Linked DNA regions of Sus scrofa: region 2 is linked to region 1. The links are chromatin contacts, called in public Hi-C maps. All regions are on one chromosome and are shown on one strand. Each heading gives the region's core, a stretch centred on a gene start, on an enhancer-like site or on the middle of the called end of the contact. The rest is flanking DNA. Distances are from core to core; before and after follow the strand shown. Region 1 has its middle 550 kb from the start of CITED2. Region 2 has its middle 170 kb from the start of CITED2.

What was found. Hi-C and Micro-C count contacts between places; a contact is called where the count stands out from the background.
Region 2: a contact with region 1 is called in a Hi-C map of liver, with 3 times the contacts expected there. The contact joins two enhancer-like sites. A contact is called at or near these places in 3 of 47 Hi-C or Micro-C datasets (heart right ventricle and liver) and 1 of 2 datasets of contacts at active chromatin or transcription factors (alveolar macrophages).

Annotation. Positions count from the first base shown.
Region 1 is chr1:24,601,807-24,609,230 of Sscrofa11.1, forward strand. No RefSeq gene overlaps it. Among named protein-coding and RNA genes, the nearest start is that of CITED2, 550 kb to the right of the region's middle. Within about 2 kb of position 4,440, at least 12 of the 83 cell types and tissues checked have an H3K27ac peak or open chromatin away from gene starts, as enhancers often do. A contact at or near this core is called in liver, where this site is marked.
Region 2 is chr1:24,978,090-24,985,513 of Sscrofa11.1, forward strand. No RefSeq gene overlaps it. Among named protein-coding and RNA genes, the nearest start is that of CITED2, 170 kb to the right of the region's middle. Within about 2 kb of position 4,577, at least 1 of the 83 cell types and tissues checked has an H3K27ac peak or open chromatin away from gene starts, as enhancers often do. A contact at or near this core is called in liver, where this site is marked.

The DNA of each region.
Region 1 (7,424 bases), core at 3,190-5,689:
TTAGCAAATAACCCTTAGGGAAAATTATGCATTTTCCATACACCAGCTTTGTTACATATTTGATAACACTTATTGTATATTTAAGGATACGGGTCAATATATAAAATTTTTTAAATAATAAAACAAGTGACCAATTGTTTCCTCATGGCAAACAAACTTGGAAGTCAAACTGAATATATCCAGCATCAATATCAAAACAGAATTAACAGCTCCACTTTTAACCCATATGTTCAGGAATATATAACTCCATCAATATGTTAACTAGGGTGAAGGCACATTGCCAAGTTTAGAACCCACTCAAATTCCTTGGGTTCTGAGTTTAAAATGAAATTTGAGACTTTCCAGGTTTAAGGTCTTTTTTGGTGCTATAAAAATGTGACTTCCTGGTTGAAAAAATGAAGTTTTTGGACACCACACAAAACAATATGATAAGTGTGAATGAATCAGTAACATATGGATTACATTTTCTTTTAAAAATCTATTATTTTTTTAAACATTTAAAATAGAAAATTCATGGTAAAAACATGCATTGGATTTAGCCAACTCTAAATCATTTGAAAAATATTTGTAAGGCATAGTTCTCTCAATGGATATGTGGCAGCATTTCCAGTCCATAATGTTGGCGTAACCTCACCCTTTTCCCGAACTCTCCCCCAAGACCCTCAAATTAATACACAAGAGAAAACAAACTGCTGATTGGTTCTCCTCTTTCTTGTTCTTTTTCTCTCCTACTCCTTGAGTGTATCCTGAAAAACTTTATGTATCGTTTCCATTGCAGTGGCACAGATGTTTTTTTTAATTAAGTTGTGCTTCAAACCATTCTAAATGTAAAGCTCTGGGGAATAACAGCAAAGGATATACATTAATGATGAAAAGAAATACTTTTGTTTGTAGTTCAGAATAGATATCCCAAAGATGAGAAGCACTTTTTTCCTTCTCCTCAATCTACAATCCATTAATCTATTAATCAAAATTAACTACTACAAGCCTATCTTCTCAGAATGACCCCTTGAGTATCCAAGAGTTGCAAATAAAAATACAAGGAAATAGTAGAATGTTGCAATGTCTCAAACCTCAATACCCAAAATACTATTTTCTGTATTTGTTTCTCTTTCTTTGAAATATTTTCTGTCCTCGAGTACCTAGAATTAAGCTTTGACACTAGAAAATTGTCTAGGCTGTAGTCAACCCCACAGGTAAATTCGCTTAATTATCTGCCTAAATTGTTTCTGAAACAAGATCACATTATCCCTGTGAGTTTAGGCTTGCAATTCTGTTCAGTTTTCTAGAATTCTGCATTTTCATTTCCCTGAGTTGTACAATTTTCTGTACAGGGCACTTTGCCAACAGCACGCTTTGAGAGTTGTACTGTCTTAACCACTCAACTCAACCACTGCAGATGTCTGAGCTAGGTTTGAACTATAGATATGAATTTATTACTTAATGTATTTCTAACTTTAGAGTACAAAAAACAATGTTCTATTTCTTCTAAACAATAATTACCTTAGTATAGATGTGGCAAGATCACCTATTTACTTTAGAGTCCATTTAAATAATACAAAATAATAGGCATTGTATATGGAATATTGACTACCAGAGTATGTACTATCCATCTAGGTTATTTGTATAAACCAAATACCAAGGAGACTATTAAAACACAAGAAGACTATAAGTTCTCATATTTTATGTGATAGTACAAATTCCATGATATTATATCTATCCATAGAAAACCTAACTCTAAAGCCATGTATAGTTGCAATTCCCTGAACTGTAGCAGACTACTGCAAGCTATTTTCTCAGAATGACAACATAAAGGTTATTTCCCAACTCTCTAATTACAATCAATGAATCTAATTACTGTGATGGTTTGAATATTATGCTTTTGTCTTATAACCTAATGTGCCTGTTCTCTGATTTCCAAGTCAAAGAATGTCATCCTAAAGTTTTCAAGAATGGCGAAAATTTCCTAATAAAACTGAAATTCAACTATAATAATGTTGAGTTTATTCATTCAACATTTAAAAAGTTTATCATGTATCTACAAATAGATAATTTCTTATAATCTGGAGATTTTTAATATCTACATAAGCTTTATACTGTAAGTGCTAGGAAATAAACCTTTACATTATAATGACTATGATATTCTCTTTCACGTATCCAAAAATTATTAAGTGAACTTTCAACTCTATCTTCTTCAGATTTTCTTATTTGCCTTTAACATAATATTATATGGAAGATCAACTCTCTTTCCATCCTCTTAAATGAAATTTTAAGTGAAAAGAAAAAATAGAAAACTCCTATGTTATAAATTTCTTGCTGAATTTGATGAAAGTTTTCAAAAGCTGAACACAGTAGTATCTTAATAGAGGGATTTGAGAGATTTTATTCCTATTGACTAATTCTTAATCAAGAATCAAGTACCACTAAACTTGAAAATAAGAACATCTTCAGAATGTCTTATTCTGCTACCAATCACGTTAAGAATGATTCCTGTGTTTTATCCTGGCAACTTTTGGTTCTATGTAATTGTGAATAATCAAAGTGACTGGAATAAAACATTTTAAAATGATGAGTATTTATAATTAACAGGTTATAAAAGAAAATCATGGACTTGGAGATAAGACTTGTGGTTGCCAAGGGGGAGGGGAAGGAAGGGGATGGATTGGGAGCTTGGGGTTAATAGATGCCAGCTATTGCTTTTGGAATGGATTAGCAATGAGATCCTGCTGTGTAGCACTGAGAACTATGTCTAGTCACTTATGATGGATCATTATAATGGGAGAAAAAAGAACATACACATATATGTGTAACTGGGTCACCATGCTATACAGTAGAAAAAAAAATTGTATTGGGGAAATAAAAGTTAAAAAAACATGGATATTCCTAGATTCATGAATCAACAAATAAAAACAACTTTAGTGTTACTTCCAATGTTTAATGCCCTTTTTCCTTAGCATCCTTGTACCTAGGAAAAGGGTACAGTCATAAAATAATTGCTGAAAGTGATGCTGCATTTTTTTGAAGACAAAGAGACAGGTACCTAGAGTGTAACATTGGCCATTCAGCCTACACATTTAAATTATTCATATCATTGAATGTAGAAATGCAAAGGTTGAAGATAAATATGAAAACAGCTGAGGGAAGAGCAAACCTTCTAAAAAAGTATGAGAGACAGAAATATTGTAACAAACATCCTTAGGTCTAGATCACGGGATTATCAAGTCTTTAAATGAAAGGAACCTCCATTATGCATCTAGTTTTCCCACTGCTATCAAATTCCTTTCAGAGAGCTATGAGCTTCAGTTTACACAGTTTCAATGATTGAGAATCCACTGCTTCACAAGGGAAGTTGAATTCATTTTTTAAGAGCTCTAGCTATTTCAAACTTGTTATTTAATCTGCCTCACTAAAAATTCTACTTTCAGATCTGAGTTCTACCCTCTAAAGTTAAACAGAAATCCACTCGACACATCATCCCTTCAAGTATACAAAAATAATCATCATGTCTGCTCTGTCTTCACTTCTTCATTTCTACAAGGGAAATGTCCTCCATTCATACAATATTCCCTACAGGGCTTGGCCTTCAACTCATTCCATCATCTTGATGGCCCTTTTGTCATTGTCCTCTGGAAGGAAAGAATCCACCTGTGATTTAGTAAGACTGAGTTCAATAAAAAGAAATACACGAACATGTCCACTGATTCATCTGTTTATTCAACCCGGTATTTTAGGATTACTAGTGTACAAAGGATATCCGTTGGCTGAAAAACCACAGAAGATGTCCTCAAGGAAATCTGCTTATATCACTAGCAGACTTGACATAGTAGCTGAAGATAATTTCAGGTATCTAAGAACAAAGATCACCCTCACCTCTGCCACTTCACCATGAAAGTACATGCTTTTTAAGAGTATAGGAGGTACTCTGATATTGGGAGCAAATCTATAGACCCAGATTACATAGATGCTGTTCATCAAGTTTGGTGGCACTCTGGACCCCAAGCTTCCCCACACATATGTGTACACAGATCCAAATGAAAGAAATTACTATTAATTACGTCTATACCAGTATTATCTTTTCGAACCAGATTCTAAATAGTCTCACCAGTGGAAAAGAAAGTCTTTAACAATAAGACTTTTTTCCCTCACCACAAGGTGTGGCACCCTACAAGACAGCCAAGGGAAGAAAAGAATCCATGAGCTTCACAAAAATCCCAATATTTCTCTACTGAATGTTGAAACGTCAGAAGGCAAGGTGTATGTTTTTTTCATTGTTATTATTTGCATGTGTGTTTGACTTTGGAAGCCACAGGTCCATGAGATGGGGCAATGGGGATAGGTAGCTCTGAACAACCAGTAGACATCCCTTGGCTGGACACAAGACTCTAGATGGCAGCATGTCACTGAATAGGGTAAAGAGCTAGTAAGGAAGCTGACTCATGTTGAGCACCAAAATAGGTAGTGATGGTTGTCGCAATCACAATTGTGTACACAGAGCTTAGCACTGCTTACCTAACCAGGAGAACAATCAGTGACCATGGCCATAGCAAACATTCACAGCTGTACTCCCCTGGCCCCAGTGTTAATTAAGCACATGAGAGTCCCCACAGGGCTATCGAATCTCATGAACTTGAGTAAGTGGGAAGATGTCAGAGCTAAGAGTTGACTAGAACATTTGGAGAATCTCATATGGGAAAAAAATTTTTTTTTCCCATTCTTGGGATCTAAATGCCATCCGGCTCTCCTAGATGTGCACACGTACAAATGTACACATAAAACTACAAGATATCACCTTTACAAACTGCTGTGCCCTCATTGGGATGCTAAAGAGGCATTTAACCAAAACATAACAAATGGAATGAGACCAAAGTTTATCCCAGGGACAGATGGAAAACACAGCTCTCCCAAAGACTTTGGGAATATTTTATTAGATTGATATAGGAATTCGACTGGATGATGGTGAATGAATACTAGTAAAAAAATAGTGCAAATCCTTTTTATAATTTTTCATGGTCCCTACTTCTTTTATTAACCTCATATGTCATTTTCTATTTTTCAAAATCACTTCACATTGTAAGCTCATTTAGTTTTGGTCAACTAAAATTCCAAGATAGATTTCACATGAATTATTTTCTAGACATGTCTCTTCTCTCTTATAATATGGAATTAACAGCATGAACCTAACCCAAATGCAGGTCTCAACTTGATTCCTGTTAAATTTTACTTGTTAGTTTTGGTCCATTATTTGAGCCTATTGAAATAATTTTTCATCTTGATTCTCTCATCCATTATATTATCTCTCATTCTCATCACTGTATAAATTAGTTGATAAGTAATATCTTTTATCCTTGAGGTCCAAATGGGCCAATAACAAATAGAAAATGTTACTTAAGAAGTGATTTTATCCAGCCTATTGACTTTTGAGTATAATCCATTTGCCTATTTCAGGTTTAATGAATGTACAGGTTATGAACTGAGGCTTTGTCTAAAGACTAATAATACATGTAGCTTTGGGGGCAAAGCATCATTAACCATGGTTTGTAGGATGATCATTAATCAAATACCCTTATTTACTTGTATTTTTATTAATGCACTTAACTTTTTTATTATTTATTTTATTATCCTTTCCATTCTTCTATAAGACACTCTCTCAAATGTTTAATAGTTTAGTTCATTGAGGGGAAGAGAGAAGAGAACTAAATAAGATATATGATTCCTCCACTGGATCCGGAACTTGGTCTGCCATATTATACTTGATATCCTTCCTCCCCACAATCCCATGCATAATGTTTTACTCTAATATTTTTTATAGATGAGGAAGTTGAGATTCTAAAAAAAAAAAAATGAGCATTGACTAAAAGCATAGAGTTGGTAAGTAGTGAGTCTGTGGCACAAAACTGGATTGATCTGCTTTTGCCTATCTTGCTTTCCACGGGGGTATACTCATCCCATTTAGCAAGTACCCTCTGATGATTTGTTTTAAGACACTATGCAGAGAACACTCAGAATGCAAATGTGAAAAACACAGCAGAAATAAAAATAGTAAGGATTAGACAGGTATAAGACTGTCTGGAGTACATGATGAATGGGATTGGCAGCAGGAAAGACACAAACATTATGCTTGGAAAAAGAAGAAAAGGAAAGCTACATTTTACTGAGAAAGCTGTGTTTATCTCCTGCCACTCCTTTCATCTGGACTTGCATCCCTGATTGCCTGGATCATTCTAGCTTCTCCTCCTTCCTTTGCCCTACTGTAGACAACTATCCAGTAAAGGAAAATAGAACATTTTGGAATCAAGCAAACCCAGATCTGAAATCTGTTTGAGTATCTTTCCAGTGACATTAGGCATGTTGCTTTACCTTCTAAGCCTCAGTTTTCTTTTGGGAAAATAGTCACAGTAACATCTAAACACAAAATTGTCATAATACATTATACATGTCACATTGGCCCAAAGTACGTGTTCAGGAAAAGACTTTTTCATCCTCTTGTTCTCTCTCAAAATAATTTTCTTTGGAAAATTATTACGTATTATGTATTATTATGTATTATGCATAATTTCTGGGTTTGGCTATTGTGTTTCATTTCTTTATTTACAGCCATTCATTACTCCTTTTGCCTTTCTTGCCATATACCATTTTCCTGTGCCAGATTAATAAATTCCTCCCTAATCCAGCCTTTCCTTCCTATGCACACTCACATCCACAAGTCAGTATCAATCAGACCAAGATCACCACTGACTTACGCATACACTTCACCTTCATCCCAGTGTCAGGACTTTTGACCACATTTTCTTCCCTTTTCCCTCTACTTATTCATCACACAAATCTTGTTCAGCATCTAAGACTCAGCTTTGGTCCCACCATAGTTACAATTACCTACTCCCACATTTATCGATTTATTCTTCCTCCTGTGAGTGCTTACAGTGATTAGTGTTTGAGGAAAAGAATTTATCACTTCATTTTCAGCTCTTCTCCCAGACTCCCTTTCCCTTTGGACCCTACAGCTAAGCCTTCCAACTTATCCTGTCCCAATTCTCAGGCCAATCTGGAGGTGAGATCTACAGGCCTGCAGGTATCATGCAGACTAAGACTGGACTGTTCTTCTTGCAACTTGGTCCAACACAATACCCCTCAGGCCCAGGCCACCAAACCTAGGTTTCTGCCTTGTTTCCTAAGTCTATTCAATGACATCGCAAGGTTCACCCTAGATATCAGTGTATTTCCAATTTATCTGTTCTTTTGTTCCTGAATGTTGGTTTAATGCACAGAACTTGATGATGGCCTTGTCTCTCAAATAATCCCAGCATCCAAAGCCTGCTTAGACCCACCTGCCTCATGCATACACTGCTCTCTCATTGATTTATTTGCTGCTCTTGCCAGTTATGGGCTCCCCCAATATAATAATAATAATAATAATAATAATAATA
Region 2 (7,424 bases), core at 3,327-5,826, 380 kb after region 1:
GGAACTTAAAACTAGTCTGAACATTATGTGCATACTTAGTTGATAACCCTAGTACAATGGAAAATTCATTAGATCTGCAGGTTCGTGGATGAAACTAAGGAGTCCATAAATCCTCTGAAACTGTACAAGAAATAAATATGCGTAGTTTTGTTTTTCCAGAGAAAGTATCCACAGGCTACATTAGATTCTCAAATGGGTTTTGTGGTCCAGAATGGGGACTGTGCTATACAGAATGTTCATAGGCTGGTTCCTGTAGCTTCTCCCTAGCTGTAGGATTTTGCACTGGCAGTGAATAACCTCTGAATCCACATTTCAGATTTCTAAGGTCTCTTCCATATTTAAAACACAATAGTTCTGTTATCTAAAATGTCCTAAAGAATAGTCAAAAGAAGCAAATTTTCCTTCCACCTTTTGTGACCCCTCCCTACCCTACACACACCCCTCAAATTTACACTCCTAACCCCTTCTAGGTCATCTGTGTTTGTCACTCCCATAATCAGACAAAATACGTCCAACTGCCCCAAGCATTCTTCATAGCCTTTCTAAACACTGGTTATGTGATGCATGGAGTATGAGTCAGGCGAGGGGGAAAGGGGCCTCTTTTTAAGTTTATATGTAACTGTGAGAGTTTTCAAGCATGTGCTGGCATGCCAGCCCTGTGTTTAAAAAAAAAAAAAAAGGCAAAAAAATGTTAATAATAATGTTTTTCTGCTCAAAGGGGGTTCTGGGCGATCAGAACCCTCAAGAGTGGTATGTTTAATGAGAAGGATGTACGTGCTCGGGGGCTTTGATGGGGGTCGGGGGGCATTATAATCCGCAACCATTTCTCCACCTTAAATCTCTGCTACAAAAAGGTTCTGCAGCCTCATTCCCCTCTGAAGTCAAAAGCTCTGGTTTAAATTCCTTACTTGGAAGGTCATTCATTCTCTCATAGCCAAAAAGCTTGTTTGCTTTTGTCTTCCCACTTGCTTTCAAATGAAAATATCAGACCACAGGCCATCTTACTTCCCCAACCCAAAACTTAATTACATCATGTCCAGGAGTGAAGGTTGTTGAAAGTTATTAATGCAGTAGTTGGGAACATTGCATTCCAATAGCCTTTACATTCATGCTCAGATGCTTGCTCTCAGCCTGACCTGACTAGTAGCTCTGGATGGTGGTAGGCAAACATCATGGCCACATTTTGTCCAATTTAGTCTCTCACCATGCTCATTCAAAAGCCCACTGTCAAGTACATTTTCATTATCATAAAGTGTATTTATTTATTTCCCAATGTTTGTCAGCATCCCCTAGAAGCTTTTAGAAGGGAATTTCTTATTCCAACCATTCTATCAACCATTCTGCCAATTCCAACCATTTCTGTCTATCAGCCATTATTTCCACTGCCTTGTGTTTCTAACAGATCTTGAAATTAGCACTATGTTTCTGTTTGCCATGTGTGACATACTCATTGGTGGTAACACACCAAGTACATCAGCTGGAGGACAGACTGCAAGTCATACATGACCTGGATACCTATCCCTGTCACTAAGCAGGACTTCAGCCTCAAGCCTGAGAATCACATGTGTCAGCAAGCTGTAGCTCTGGAAAGAAGAAATAAAAGCCAACGGAGTTCTCACTGTGGTGTAATAGGATTGGTGACCTCTCTAGAGTGCTGGGACACAGATTCAATTCCTGGCCTGGCACACTGGGTTAAGGATCTGGCAGGTCCCAACTGTGGCTCAGATCTGATACCTGACCTGGGAACTCCATATGACATGGGCAACCAAAAAAAAGAAGAAAATTTTTTAAATAAATAAAGCCCAATTGTTTGCGGCAGGGCTTTGCAGATGTGGGGGCAACAGTGAGAGCTTAAAGCACTTTTAGGTACCTTTTTAGAAATAGATTTTATTTTTTTTTTCACCAAATTAAGGCACCAGTCCAGATCCATAATCCCTCGATATTTAGGGTGAGGTGGGAAATTTCTAGACGTGAACCTATAATCATCCAAGATTCTCTGTGTTGCAACTTAGAGCCCCTCCAGACATGGGGACAAGCTTGGGGGTCAAGCCTTCATGGAAGGGGTGACATACTGATCCTGCAACAGAAAATAAGAAAAAGTATCAGAGCACAGTGCGACAAATTAAATATTTTAAAACTTGGACCTTCCCAACGTTGTCTCTGTGAGGATGCAGATTTGATCTCTGACCCTGCTCAGTGGGTTAAGGATCTGGCGTTGCTGCAAGCTGCAGTGTAAGGCACAGATGTGGCTCAGATCCAGTGCTGCCATGGCTGTGGCACAGGCCACAGCTGCAACTCCAATTTGACCCTGGCCCAGGAACTTCCAAATGCTGCCGATGTGGCCAAAAAAAAAGAAAACAAACAAACAAACAAACTTGGTCATTCATCATAGATTGTCCACGAAACTCTGTTTTGGGCACTTTAGGAAAGTGTACTTCCCATAGGCATGGAGAAGATCAGGATAGGATATTACAAAGTACTGCCAAGAGACATCATAGTTAGAACTCAACTGCTGCAACGATGGGCACAGGCTGACTTTGGAGACAGATGGATCTGGTTTAATTCTGGCATCTCTCCTCTGGAGCTGACCTCTGGAAAGGATTTTAGTCCCACCCATGTCACCTCTTCTGCAGCCCCTTGTTATGTGCCCCTTACACCTGTTTCTCTTAGTGATCCAAGCCTGACCTCCTCCTCTAGATTCCTCCAACACTCCACCTGTATGTATTGTTACCACTGCCTGACACACTTCTCCATGTCTGTTTGCTTTGTGGCATATTTCTGTGTAAACATGCAATCAGCCTGCTTCATTGGATTCCAAGTTTGATGGGGGCAGGCGTTGCCCCTCCTCTTTTTTTTAGGGCCACACCAATGGCATATAGAAGTTCCCAGGCTAGAGGTCAAATCAGAGCTGCAGCTACCAGCCTACACCACAGCCATAGCAACATGGGATCCAAGCCACATCTGCAACCTATACCACAGCTCATGGCAATGCCAGATCCTTTAACCCACTGAGCAAGGCCAGAGATTGGACTCACATCCTCATGGATACTAGTTGGATTTGTAAAGGGCCCATTTTTTGTAGCATTGTGTCCTTAGCACCTGGAATCATCAGTATTTTTTAAATAGTGTTAAATAAACAGACGTTCTCTAAATGTCTCTATTCTTTCTATAGAGTGGAAATTAGAAAGAAACCTGCTTTTAAGTGCCACAGGAGTTAAACGATGTAGTACATGTAAATTCCTAATAATAATGCCTAGAACATAGAAAACACTCAATAAACATGAGTTGACATTAATATTTAGAACATTAGTTCAGAGCTTAGGGGCCTTCCCTCAATCTGCTGAACTTATGTGCAAACTGTGTGTGTACATTTTTCTGAGAAGAGGATTCCTGATATTCAGAATCTCAAATGGGGATCATTACTCCATCCTCCAGAAGAAATAGAACCATTGCCATAGAGGCTGATAACAAATATTAGACTATAGAGAATAACACAGCAGTCCATTTTATCTGAGTCTAGGAACCACAAATTCTAATCTTCACCCAGTTTTGATTTGCTTTAATGCTCAAATCACAGAGCAAGGAACTAAGAACCAGGGAATATGAACTTTCATCCAAGTTCTTTCAGTTTGCTAGCTCTTTGATCTTGGTTGATTCACCCACACTCCTATTTTATTTATTTATATATATATATATATATATATATATATATATATATATACATATACATATATATACATATATATATATACACATATACATATATATATACATATATATATACACATATACATATATATATACACATATACATATATACATATACATACATATATATATATATATATATATATATTGCCCTAGATCAGGCAGAGATAATGCAAGGAAGAATAACAAACACACAAACAAAAATCCTAAATATATAAAAATATAGAGCTACATGAAGAATATAAGGTCTGCTAGTCAGAAAACCTCTTAGAGCATTCTCTTTCCTAATCTGTAAAATAAGTGAGTTAAATTAGATGACATTTAAGGTTTCTTCTCTAACTGCTCTCCATAATCCAAGGATTTGAAATATAGCCTGTGTTCTGGGGATTTGTTTTCCATTTGAGTTTTCACTGTATGAATTTACACCCTTGCCCACACCAAGGACACTATTTTTATTGACCCATTTGCAAAACTGGGGTAGGGATGGGAAAGCAAGAAGGATATTCTGCTCTTTGCTGATTTTAATTTCATATATTTAACACTGTGATGGGTACCTAAGAGAATCCAAGAGTTAGCGAAGCTGAAAAGTACCAAAATCCTGGCTCAAAATATCTTCCCCAAAGGACACAGCAGACCACTAATGAGAGAAGATGAATCTACTGAAGCTATAAATTTTTTACCCTCCTCACCCATCCATCCAAGAGTTTTGCACACTGAGTAATCGATTCTTTTATTGGCGTAAATATCCACCTCAGGAAATACGAGTTTCTAAAGAGTAGAAGGAAAAAGAATAAAGCAGAAAATGTTAACTTTCAATGATAGGACACTTGGAAGACTTCCACACTAGAGGGGTCAAAGGTTCTGAACACAGGGTTGGGGAGAACAGGGCCCTGTAGTTTCACTGGAAGGTAAAGGATCTAAAAAAGGAAATGGAGCCAGAGCTCTGTCCAGTGAACTGGGTTTCTGAAGAATTACCTCTGCAAATCAACCCTGGAGAGCCCACCTAAGCCAGTCTTAACATATAAGCTCATTCTGGCCAGCTGAAGCTTTCCAGATAGCATCCAGACTAATGAATCTTCCACATCCAGATCACTCTCTGGAGTTCTGCTCACTGTTCATCCAGCTCCTTCTTCAAAGCTTATTATTTGAAGGCACACTGATAAATTTAATATCATCTCAGGTAATGACACGCCCAAACTTCTCAACTATGAAGACAATTTTCTGCATTCTGTTCTAATTCAATTCCTGTACCATGTCTTTGCTGATGGCTCAGTCCTCAATAAGGAAGATTCTATTCTGAAATATAGTTGAGCCTGGAGTGCGATGAAATCACTTTGCCTATAACTCACACAGTCTCACTGACCTGATTGCTATAAATAGATAAATTCGTCAAGGAAAAACACAGGATCAAAATCTGAAAGCAAACTCAGGAAATTATTCATTTCAGAGTATTGCCTCAGGTCAAATTAAAATTTCAATCATCCCTAAAACTCATGTCTGCTTGTATTTTTTTAATAGAGAGTCTGATTAAATAAGCTCTCTGGATAACTTCTAATATATGATCAATTTTTCTGTCATAAGAGTTCTTTTTTATGAATGTAGTAGAACAGACAAGAACTGGATAAATCTTCTACACTGTAGCAGATGTCATTTTACAAATGACAACACTGAGGACTAGAAAAAAATAAATGACTTTCCTGAGGTAAAATATATTCATTCATTCATCCATTTATTTATTTTCAACAGTCACTCAAAAAAATATTTACTGGGAGTTTCTGCTATGGCTCAGTAGATTTAAGAATCAGACAGATTTGGCAGAGGCACAGGTTCAATCCCCAGCCCAGTGGAGAGGGTCAAAGGATATGGTGCTGCTGCAGCTGCAGCAGAAGTTGCATATGAGGCTTGGATTCAGTTCCTAGCCCAGGAACTTCCATATACCATGGGTGTGGCCATAAAAAAATTTTTATTGAATGCTTAATTTATTTAGTCACAGTTCTAGAAACAGGGTACAGTAGTATATTAGTTTACTAGGGCTGCCATAACAAAATACCATGAACCTTGTGGCTTAAACAGCAGAAATGTCTCACAGTTTGGGAGGTTAAAAGTCCAAGAGCAAGAATTCAGTAGTGTTGGTTCCTCCTGAGAGCTGTAAGGGAAAAGCTTTATGCTTCTGGCAGTTTGCAGTGTTTGGCATTCCTTAGTTTGTAGAAGCATCACCCAAATCTCTGCCTTCATCTTCACATGCTGTTCACCTTGTGTGCATGTTCCTGTCCAAATTTCCAGTTTTATTTTATTTTATTTTATTTTATTTTATTTTATTTTATTTTTTAGGGCCACACCCACGACATATTGAGGTTCCCAGGCTAGGGGTCTAATTGGAGCTACAGCTGCTGGCCTAAAACACAGCCACAGCAACGTGGGATCTAAGCTGCATCTGCAACCTACACCACAGCTCACAGCAATGCCAGATCCTTAACCCACTAAATGAGGCCAGGGATCAAACCCGAAACCTCATGGTTCCTAGTCAGATTTGTTTCTGCTGAACCACAATGGGAACTCCCACATTTCCAGTTTTAAAAAGCTACCTTGGAGTTATCATGGCTCAGTGGAAATAAACCTAACTAGGATCCATGAGGACATAGGTCTGATCTGTGGCCTTGCTCAGTGGGTTAAGAATTCAGCATTGCTATGAGCTGTGGTGGAGGTTGCAGATGCGGCTCAGATCTGGTGTTGCTGTGGCTGTGGCATAGGCCAGCAGCTACAGCTTTGATTCAATCCCTAGCTTGGAAACCTCCATATGCCTTGAGTGCAGCCCTAAAAAGACAAAAAAATAAAAAAAATAAAAAAAATAAAAAAAAATAAAATGAATAGAAAAATAGAAAAGATAAAATTAAAAAAGAATAAAAAAAGAATAAAAGATCAAAATGTCAGTTTTGAAACTGATATCACAACTGTCTTGCAGTAGTACAAAGTATCAAATATAAACAAATAAAAAAATAAAAAGAAACCAGTCATATTGGATTAGGGCCAATCCTACTTCAGTATGACCTCATCTTGATTAATTACATCTTCAAAAACACTTTTTTCAAACAATATCACACTCTGGGGTACTGGGACCTTAACACACAAATTTTGAGAGGACAAAATTCAATTAATAAACAGCAAGAACAAAACAAAATATCTCATGCTCATGGAGTGGAAGAATGAATATTGTTAAAATGGCCATACTACCCAAAACAATACACAGAGTCAATGCAATACTTGTCAATGTTCCAATAGCATTTTTCAAAGAAACAGAATAAACGGTCCCCAAATTTGTATGGAACCATAAAGATGCTGAACTAGCCAAAGCAATCATGAGAAAGAGCAAAGCTAGAGATGCATGCTCCCTGATTTCAAATTACATTACAGAGCTATGGTAATTAAAACAGCATGATACTGACATTAAAACAGATACATAGGTCAATAGAATATAACAAAAAGCCCAGAAATAAACTCACACATATATAGTCAGTCAATTAGTTTATAATAAAAGAGCCAAGACTCAATAATGGGGAAAGAATAGTCTCTTCAATAAATGATGCTGGAAAAACTGGAAAGCCACACGCAAAAGAATGACATTTTACAACTATCTTACACCAATCATAAATGGTGAAAAAAACTGAATGCAAGACCTGAAACTACAAAATTCTTAGAAGAAAACATAGGCCAAAACT